2 separate regions of the Mus musculus genome follow, and region 1 is linked to region 2. A link is a contact called in public Hi-C data. All regions are on one chromosome and are shown on one strand. The core of a region is the stretch at or near the end of the contact, and the rest is flanking DNA. Distances in the headings are between cores, read along the strand shown.

Region 1 (4,452 bases), core at 854-3,353, 270 kb before region 2:
GGAAGACATTCTCACAATCCTTAAACGCAATAAGCTTAACTGCACATGATGAAGGAAAAGTAAAGGAAGCCACCATCTTAGCATCATTTTAAAGTAGCTTGATCCCATGGGGCTCCTAAAAAGACACACACCCACCCGCCGCCGGCTCTCAGTTCAGAACTGAGTGGGCCTCAGATCCTTTGTGCTTTACAGCTTTCTGTAATTGCTTTTGTTGGGAGGCGAGAAGTGTTGGAGTTCAGAGATGTACTCCCAGGCACCTAGGTGGCCGTCAGAGGGCAGCCCCAGAGGTCAGTCCTCACCTTCTTCCTTGTTTGAGAGGCTCTCTGCTCTGTACACCAGGGTGCTGGCCTGCAAGCTTTCAGGGGTTCTTCCCTTCGGGTTGTACCTCCGGATTTTTACCTTTGGACTGGGTATTCATTTTAGGTCCTCATCTTGTATGGCAAGTATTTTACCCACAGTACCATATCTCCCATCTCATGTGGTTCTTATTATAAAGCCTTAAGCATTTAGAGCCTTTGGGTCCTCTCTTCATTCCTATGTTAAAGAGAAGAAGCACAGGTTATCCTAGCCTTGGAAACAGGCCATAAAGGCCCAAAGATCATCATTGGTTTAAATAAAACAAGTTAGGTTTCTTTCTGTCGGTCTATCTGCCTTTCTTTCTTGCTTTCTTTTTTTCATTTTGTTTCTTTTCTTTCTTTTTCTTTTTCTTCCTTCCTTCCTTCCTTGCTTTCTTGCTTTCTTTTTTGTAACAAAAAACAATCTCATAGCATTTATTGTCTCCTGATAATAACACAAGGACTTCTAAAAAATATTAATAAATCTTTCAGACTGTGCTAGCAGAAAACACCTTTAAAACCACTGTACTGCTTTCTCAATTTCTCCCATGCTTGACCATTTCTAGTTGGAAACACTTTCTTCTATATCATTTAGTACAAGGTTCATGTACTCGTCAAAGCCAGTAGCACAACCCTCTGTCAGCACACTGACTTGCGCACAGAGCCACACCTGAATCAAAGACCTATTTTGCAACTTTCTGAAGATCAGGTTGATGGGGCCGTACTGCCACCTTCTGTACCTCATGGCCCTGGTCAAGATACACTGGTGGGAGTCACAGGGACCACCACAAGAGTAGAAAGGTTGCCTCAGAAATCCCAAGTCAGAGCTGTTGGCCCCCAACTCTGCTGCTGTTTCAAAGGAAACAGACTAGTGACAAGGAAAAGAGCAAAACTGAGTCTTGAAAATGTACACTGTGGGAGTTAGAGTGCCCACAACATGAAAGGTTACAGCCATGCTGCTGGCTGGGTTCTTTCAGCAGTGTAGGTAAGTGGGGCCATTCCTTCCTTTCTCCGCTTGTGCTGGTGGGCCGCTTAGGTGCCTCCTCCATGGCGGGCCCTGGCTGTTGCACCAAAGTGCAAGAAAGGCTTACTGGGGGAGGGAGTCACAGTGTGGGGGCTGGGTGTTCACTGTGTGGTTGGACAGACCTTGTAGTTCCTAAGGCTACTTCACCTGGTGGGAAAGGAGTCAAAGGTGCTCGGGTCCTTGGGTCTGCAGTGCTGTCAGTGAGCATCTAAAGGGTGGAGACAGGCAGGGAGGAGTCTTCCTTGGTAGATTCTTTACAGAGAGCTGCCTTTGAAGCCAGCAAATACTTGCCTTTGGAAAAGAGATGCTAAGAGCCTGAAAGGAGTGATACTCTCCACGGGACCTTCAGAGCCAGCTAAGTAAACACAAAACTCTTCGGTTTTCGAGAGCAGGAAATCATTTTGTAATCAGAAAACAAATTCTTTCAGAGAATATTTTCTTGAATTATACATTGACTTCTTTGAAGATGTTTACATAAACATATCACACCCCAGAGTGTTTCTTCAGTATACCTTAAAGACAAAAATGTGCTGACCCTTGAGTTTCTGGCTCTGGGAAAGATTCAAATTATAGGGTGTGCATAACTGGGACTTGTGAGTTCCTTTCCTGATCATCCAGAGCCAGAGGCTCAGCGTGACAGTGCTGAGGTGGGTGGAAGTGATGCATGCTGGGAAGGTGAGATATAGTTCAGCAGGTTCTGAAGAGCCCAAGGTAACCACAGGAAGTCTCAGTGGAGGCAGCAGAGCCATGGAGCTTACAGTGATCACTCAGAGCAACACTGGCAGGTCCACCCCTCTGTGAAGTAGAGTGAACTGTTTTACTGCCACAGCTCTTCATGTTAGGAACTTAATGTTATTACTAGGTCACTTGCCCCTCCTAAGAGCTGGCAGTGCCATTCAGAAAGTTCTCTTGTTGAGACCAAGTTTGGCCAACAACTCCAAGGAAAGCTTTGTTCTGATTCTTACGTATTTAACTAACATTTTGATATTTCATAAAGAAGTGTACAGCATCTGAGGGGAGAGTTTGAATTTTGGGTTTGTTCATCCACCACGTCTTTTACTCAAGTTTCTGATGGTATAATATCAAATATAAAAGGTAAAAGAAAGCTTGTTCATAAAGCTCGCAGTTAGATGGAGCTTGTTGGGCGTGAGAAAACCATTTGTGTATTTATTTGAATGGTCTAGACAAGTTTTGTCTTCAATCTAAACAATCACTCTGGTGCCACCGCACCTCGGTGTGAGAGACAAGCAAGCTGCGCTTCCCTAGTAATTGACATCAACTTTGCTTTTCTGTTCAGTTCTTTTTTTCTCCCCGATTTGGAGACTTGATTTCTCCATCTTGAGAATTCTGAGTTCTAAGAGAAAGGGAAAGAGAGAGAGATGTCTTTCCTATCCATGGAGCTCAGAGGCGGGGCTGCCTGCTTGTACAGTACAGTGTATTAACCATACATAGATGACTTTGGATGGCCTAGGACGTCAGCCTAGTTTACCATGGAAGTAAAGGTAACCTTTGATTTTATTCATGCTCAAGCATTCAAGCCTGCAAAGTAGCAAGACTAGAGCCCTTCAGTCATCCACTCCCTTCCCAGTCAAAGGGAGAGGTGTACTTCACTCTAAAGCCCATGGCTCTTTTTATAATGTGCTTCCTCCCTGCAGTTGACAAGAGTAACAGCTTTCATGACTAGGGTAGTTAAGCCAAGAGTCCATCTCTTTTCTTATGTTACCTGTTACTGGTTGATTGGTCTCCTTACATTGAGCGTGTTGTAATTGGTCAACATTGGAACAGAGTCCGCCAGCGTTAGAGATTGTGTGGATCGTTACTAAAGGTCAGGGACTAACATGGAAAAGACTCATCGGACCTTCCCTGCCTCCACTCCTCTCTCTCCCCCTTCTCTTTGTTTTTCTGCATAAGTCTCCTTGCTGGAACACCAGGGTTTTCTCCAACTGCTCAGTCACAGTGCTCACACCCTCTCTTCCTGAGCCTTGGACTTGAGCAGTTCTGGATCTAGGAAGTGGTGAGGCTGCAAGGACATGGTGACGACTGAGTTTAACTCAGCAAACACAGTGTGCCTGCCCTGCTCTAGAGGTGCTGGAAGTCAGGGGAGTAGTTTGCCCCGTGGGGTTTTTTCTCCCAATGTTGAGGGGCTGGGGTTTGAGGTCCAAAGCACACTAAGCTCTCTGTGGGCAGGGGCAGCGGGGTGAGTAAAGCTGGGGTGAAAAACAGACAGCCAGATGACTGTGGACTTGAAAGAAGAAAAAAATGAGGTGGTCTCTGCTTGAGTCAGGATCTCGCAAAGATGGGAGCAGCGGAGTGGGACTGGGTCATCAAGAACAGCTTGAGAACTGAAGGCACAGGGTGATCGCGAATGGCTCTCTAGAAAAGGAAAGCAGAAACCTAGGGAGCAGTAAAGGTGAACCAGTTTGCCTAAGTGTGTAACGCAGCTGCTGGTCAGGGGCTGGGACCAGACACCATCCTTCATTGCTTTCCCTAGACCCCGGCAATAGAAGGAAGGAAAAAGTCCAGGAGACAGACAGCTTTGCCCGAGTACTTACAATTAAATATAATTTAAGAGTTATTTCCATCTTTTAAAAGCATGCGCATTGTAGTCATTCTTTGCTTTAAGAATTTTAATATATTTTCTTATTTCCATATTTCTCAACAGTACAAAATTGTGAAATATAAAATGTTCAAGTTGTCCAGAAATGGCACAGTACTTGACAGGTCCTGTTTGATGATCTGTGTTCGTTGTTGATGATTTTATGCTCAGAAAGTACAATTTCAGACGGAAAAACAAAAGCCTGAAGTGATGGTGACTTCAAAGCTGAGTGGATTACTTGTCTGTGTGGTTTGTTTCCAGACCGACTCAGACATTACTGGAAACACTCTTATTTGTGACTGGTAGTCAGGTTTGCTCTTCCCTCTTGTGGACCTGTGGTCCCTGGAAAGGAGAATCTGCATCTGACAAAGTTGCTCCCCAGTCTGGGAAGGGCTGTGGCCAAGTTTCTCCCATGGTGTGATTGTAATGTGTCAACATCTCTGCAGAGCCTGCAGTTCTCAGACAGCAGGAGTATGGCAGGGAGAGCTGGAGACTGC
Region 2 (4,112 bases), core at 1,516-4,015:
ACACACACACACACACACACGTTGCTCTGGTACCTTTATCCTGGTCTGAGGCCTCCTCTAGAGATATCTGTCTGCCCAGTCTGGCTGAAGGGTGGCAGCACCCACTAGTTTCTGGCACATAGAGGCACTCTATGAGGTGACATTCAATGTATACGCCACAGTATCATGGACCTAATGGTAGCCTGGGTACTAGACTAAAATCCTATGGCTAGAATAGGGCTCCTCCTTCATGGATCTTACAGCACAGTGGAGACAAGGCAGAAAGCAGAAAGGAGTGAAAGAGGAAGAAGGGAGGAAGGAGTAGGGGAGGAAGGAGTAGGGGAGGAAGTGGAGAAGGAAGTAGAGAAAGAAATGGAAGAGGAAGGAGCGGAGAAGGAAGTGGAGGAAGAAGGAGTGGGGAAGGAAGTAGGTGGAGGAGGAAGTAGGTGGAGGAGGAAGTAGGTGGAGGAGGAAGTAGGTAGAGGAAGGAGTGAAGGAAGAAGTAGGTGGAGGAGGAAGTAGGTGGAGGAGGAAGTAGGTAGAGGAAGGAGTGAAGGAAGAAGTAGAGGAGGGAGGAGTCACAGTTCTGTAGGGGGATTTGGGTGGACAGGATTTTAGACCAAGGGCTGAAGCCCACTCCTCTTTAGAAACAGTCTGAAATAGAAGGATGGATTGGAGCCAAACAGAAACAGGCAGCATGGAGAGAGGGCTCTAGCAAAGAGGGCAGGAGACACAGGGGTCCTGAAGTGGAGGCAGAGACCCAGGAGGGCCTCAGCAGAGAGAGCAAACTCGAAGGCAGCAGTAACGGTCCCTGGTGAAGCCAGGGTCAGATCAGGGTCCTTTCGTTTCTCTTGGGGGTCAGGCACTCTACCACCCTAGGAGCTTATAAGAAGAACGTTGAATGCACTCCTTCTCAGTGGGACAGGAAACCCTTGAAATGCATGTGATCACCAAATCACGGGTGGGCAGGAGACAGGAAGGGAAGGCAGTGGGAGCCACTGAGGGGTTCTGATAAGGCCTCGAGCTTCAGTGTGGTGGTGCACTGACAGTAGACAGCAACCATGCCAGGAGAACTATATGCGGGTCCTGCCTCCCGGTGTCACAGCAGGTCTGGGTTTGTTCTGTTCCAGGTCTGGAGACCGATGCCCCCTGGGACCGCCCCCCCCCCCCCCGTAGGAGTCAGGCAACATCCCACCTAGCGCTGCACAACTGCAGGGCAGAGGAGGCGAACAGTGAACTCCAACGGCTCTCAGTCTTCAGCCCTCTCTCTGGGTCCTCAGACACGGGCTGCTAGAGCTGGGGCTGGGAGCATCCTAAAGGGTCCTGCCCGAGGAGCCCTTGGAAGTCAGTGGACCCTTCAGTAGGCGGGGCCTATCTGAAGTTTGTCTTTGGGAGGGCGTGTCCTCAGAGCCGCTAAGGGATCTCTTTCTCTTTGATTCTTGGCTCCCACGAAGGTAGTGGCCTTCTGTGCCCCACACTCCTACCATGACCTCTGTGTTGCCACAAAATAATCGGACCAACCAATGGTGGGTGGCGACCTTCCAAAAGCACGGGCAAGGCTTCTCTCCTTTAAGCTGGTCATCTCAGATTTTTGTTTGTTTGTTTGTTTTTGCCGCTATAGTGGAAATCTAGCGAACTCAGGGACATCCCCCTGTGGCGGGAGTTAAAGTGTTTTACTCTCCTTTCTGTTGCTATGATAAGATATCCTGACCCTCCCGCCGCCCCCCCCCCCCCAAAAAAAAAGCAACTTAGGGGAAAAGGGACTCATTTGGCTTGCCTTTGCAGGTTATAGTCCATTTTTGCAGGGAACTCCTGGAACCAGGGAACATGAAAGCAGCACACCCACCACCAGGAGCAGGGGGAAAATAAACAGATCCTTTCTCAATGGCTGCTCTGCTCTGCCAACTTCCTTCACTCATATACCGTGGGACTCCGCTCATGACATAGAGCCACCTGCATTCGGGTTGGGCCTTCCCACCTCAGTTAATAAAGATAAGCTCTCCACACACATGCCCTCAGGCCAACCTGACCTTGACCGTCCTCACCCGAGACTCCCTTCTCCGATTCCAGGTCATGGCAAGCTGGCTTTAAAACCAACCGTCACGGCACCCTGCCGTCTCTTCAGACTGGCGACCCTTAGCCTGTGGTCTCAAGCATGCCTGGCCCGACAGAGTGAGGGGGACTCTGAGCCCCTCCGAAGCAGAGTGTCTACTTGTAGGATGCAGTCAGTGCCTGTCCAGGACACGGAGCCATCCCACAGTTCTGGGGGCATCAAGGAACTTTAGCTTCCTTAGACTTGATGCTGCTTTCTGCAGCAGGTGGCTTGTAAGTCAGAAATAACAGAATGGGGAGACACCAGGCAATGGGTACAGCAGGGACTAAGCCGTGGCTGTATCTCCTCACAGGCATGTGCCGTGGCCTCCAAATCCTAGTGTTTCTAGGCTTAAAGTACAGCACTACCTCCCTCGGCCCTTTGGATGTCTTACAGCTCACAAGGCTTCCAAGGTCTTCTAGGGAGTGTCAGCACAGTGCTGAGGAGACCAGGCGGGTAGCTGAGCCCCAGGACACCAAAGCACTGGGAACAGTGTCAGGAGAGGAGCGTCCACACCCGTCTCTTCCTCTCCCACACACCTGTCTTCATCGCCTCTCCAGGATTTTTCTTCCCGAACAACAGCTGGGCATGTGAGGCCAGCCCCAGAGAAAGTTAAAGCTATGATCCTCACCTACAAGGGGCTGAGGAGAGTAACCTCTCCTCCGTGGGTGGCGGATGTCACTTGGGTGTAGGCACCGATCTCTACATGGGCATGACTTCCTGGTACTGAAGGCAGGGTAGAGAAGTCTCTCTTGTAGTGATGGAAAGAAAGCAATGTGAGCTTCAGAGACCGCTCTGAACAGAGAGCAGAGAGGCCAAGCCTACTTAACTGGAGGAAAGAGGTCCTCTGTCTTAGTGTCAGAGTTGGAAGATCTGCCCTGAAGCAAACACGAGGGAAACTGATGCCCAGGGTGGGGCCTCTGCTGCACAAGGCTGGACAGTGACCTCAGCCTTAAGATCCATGCGTGCGCTGTCCTCAAAGCAACAGGAACTTTAAGGGGTTGATTGCTGCTGAGGCAGGTCCAATCTAATCACAAGTGGCTTATAAGAGGGATGGAGGATAAGTTAGAGCCAGTGATGTGACAAAGGGATGAGAGGTGGTCTGTGAAGGTGGGGGAAGGGGTTACAGGCCAAGGCATCTATTAGATACTAAGAAAGACAAGGAAGTGGGCTTTCCCCCAGAGCCTTGGCCTGTAGATGCCTGACTTTAGGCCAGTAATGTTGAAATTGAACTTCCAGCCTCCAGAACTGGAGGGAAACCAATGCTTGCTGTTTCTAGCCATTTAATCTGTGGCCATGGCGATCACTGGAGATTTACACTTGCTGAGGGCTACAGAAGGAGCCAGGGCCAGATCTTCTCAATGAGACCAGCTCTCAGGAATGGATGCCCTGGGGCCTCTGGGAGATGTGTGCGTGTGTCAGAGAGAAGAGAGACCATGACTTCTTCACGCATCAAGAGATTCTTCTGGGCAGATGACCCTCCAGAGGCACGGCAACATTTTTCTCTCCAGGAAAAAATAACTCAGTGTGTATCAAGAACTCAGTGTCTCACACGCACACATGGAGTCGTGGGTCCCCGGGAGACACAAGCTCTGTCATTCTCTCCAGGCCTCTTTAATTTCCTTGGGGGCAGGCAGGGAGCAGGGCTAAGGACTATGGACTCCTGGTGACATCTGGAATTCTCCAACGCTCCTAGGGGTCCTGTGGAGTTGGCCCTCCTCTCCAGTGTTTCCTGCTTCCATGCAGTCTCTGGGAGGATTTGACACATTTCCTAGCTGGGGAGCATGGTTGGAATTTCCAGCCGGCTTCCAGATGTGGCGCTGACTGGGCTGGAAGATGCTTTTTTGAAAAGCATCTGGGAAGCCAGGGGTCCCCCAGCGCCAACCTAGGCTGTTGTGCATGTCCTTCTTCCTCACGCTGTTATGTGGTTGGGCTTTCCATGGGGGAGCTCATGGGTAGGGTTTCACCATGTGAAGAAGGGTGTAGCCTGCCAGCTTCAGGCCCGTAGTCCAAAGGTGGTCTAGCACAGCAGGTCAGAGGG

Evidence for each region. A called contact is a pair of places that touch in the nucleus more often than the background predicts.
Region 1: a Hi-C map of CD8 T cells shows a contact between it and region 2, with 6 times the contacts expected there. The contact joins two enhancer-like sites. A contact is called at or near these places in 2 of 484 Hi-C or Micro-C datasets (CD8 T cells and rod photoreceptor), 2 of 115 datasets of contacts at active chromatin or transcription factors (effector CD8 T cells and regulatory T cells) and 1 of 9 other capture datasets (liver).

The regions. Positions count from the first base shown.
Region 1 is chr17:84,303,967-84,308,418 of GRCm38.p6, reverse strand. All of the region lies in intron 29 of Thada (thyroid adenoma associated), which reads left to right. Among named protein-coding and RNA genes, the nearest start is that of Gm24492, 18 kb to the right of the region's middle. Within about 2 kb of position 2,103, at least 48 of the 459 cell types and tissues checked have an H3K27ac peak or open chromatin away from gene starts, as enhancers often do. A contact at or near this core is called in CD8 T cells and regulatory T cells, where this site is marked.
Region 2 is chr17:84,031,309-84,035,420 of GRCm38.p6, reverse strand. The region is part of intron 4 of Gm35551 (a long non-coding RNA gene); the gene reads left to right. Among named protein-coding and RNA genes, the nearest start is that of 8430430B14Rik, 35 kb to the right of the region's middle. Within about 2 kb of position 2,765, at least 48 of the 459 cell types and tissues checked have an H3K27ac peak or open chromatin away from gene starts, as enhancers often do. A contact at or near this core is called in CD8 T cells and regulatory T cells, where this site is marked.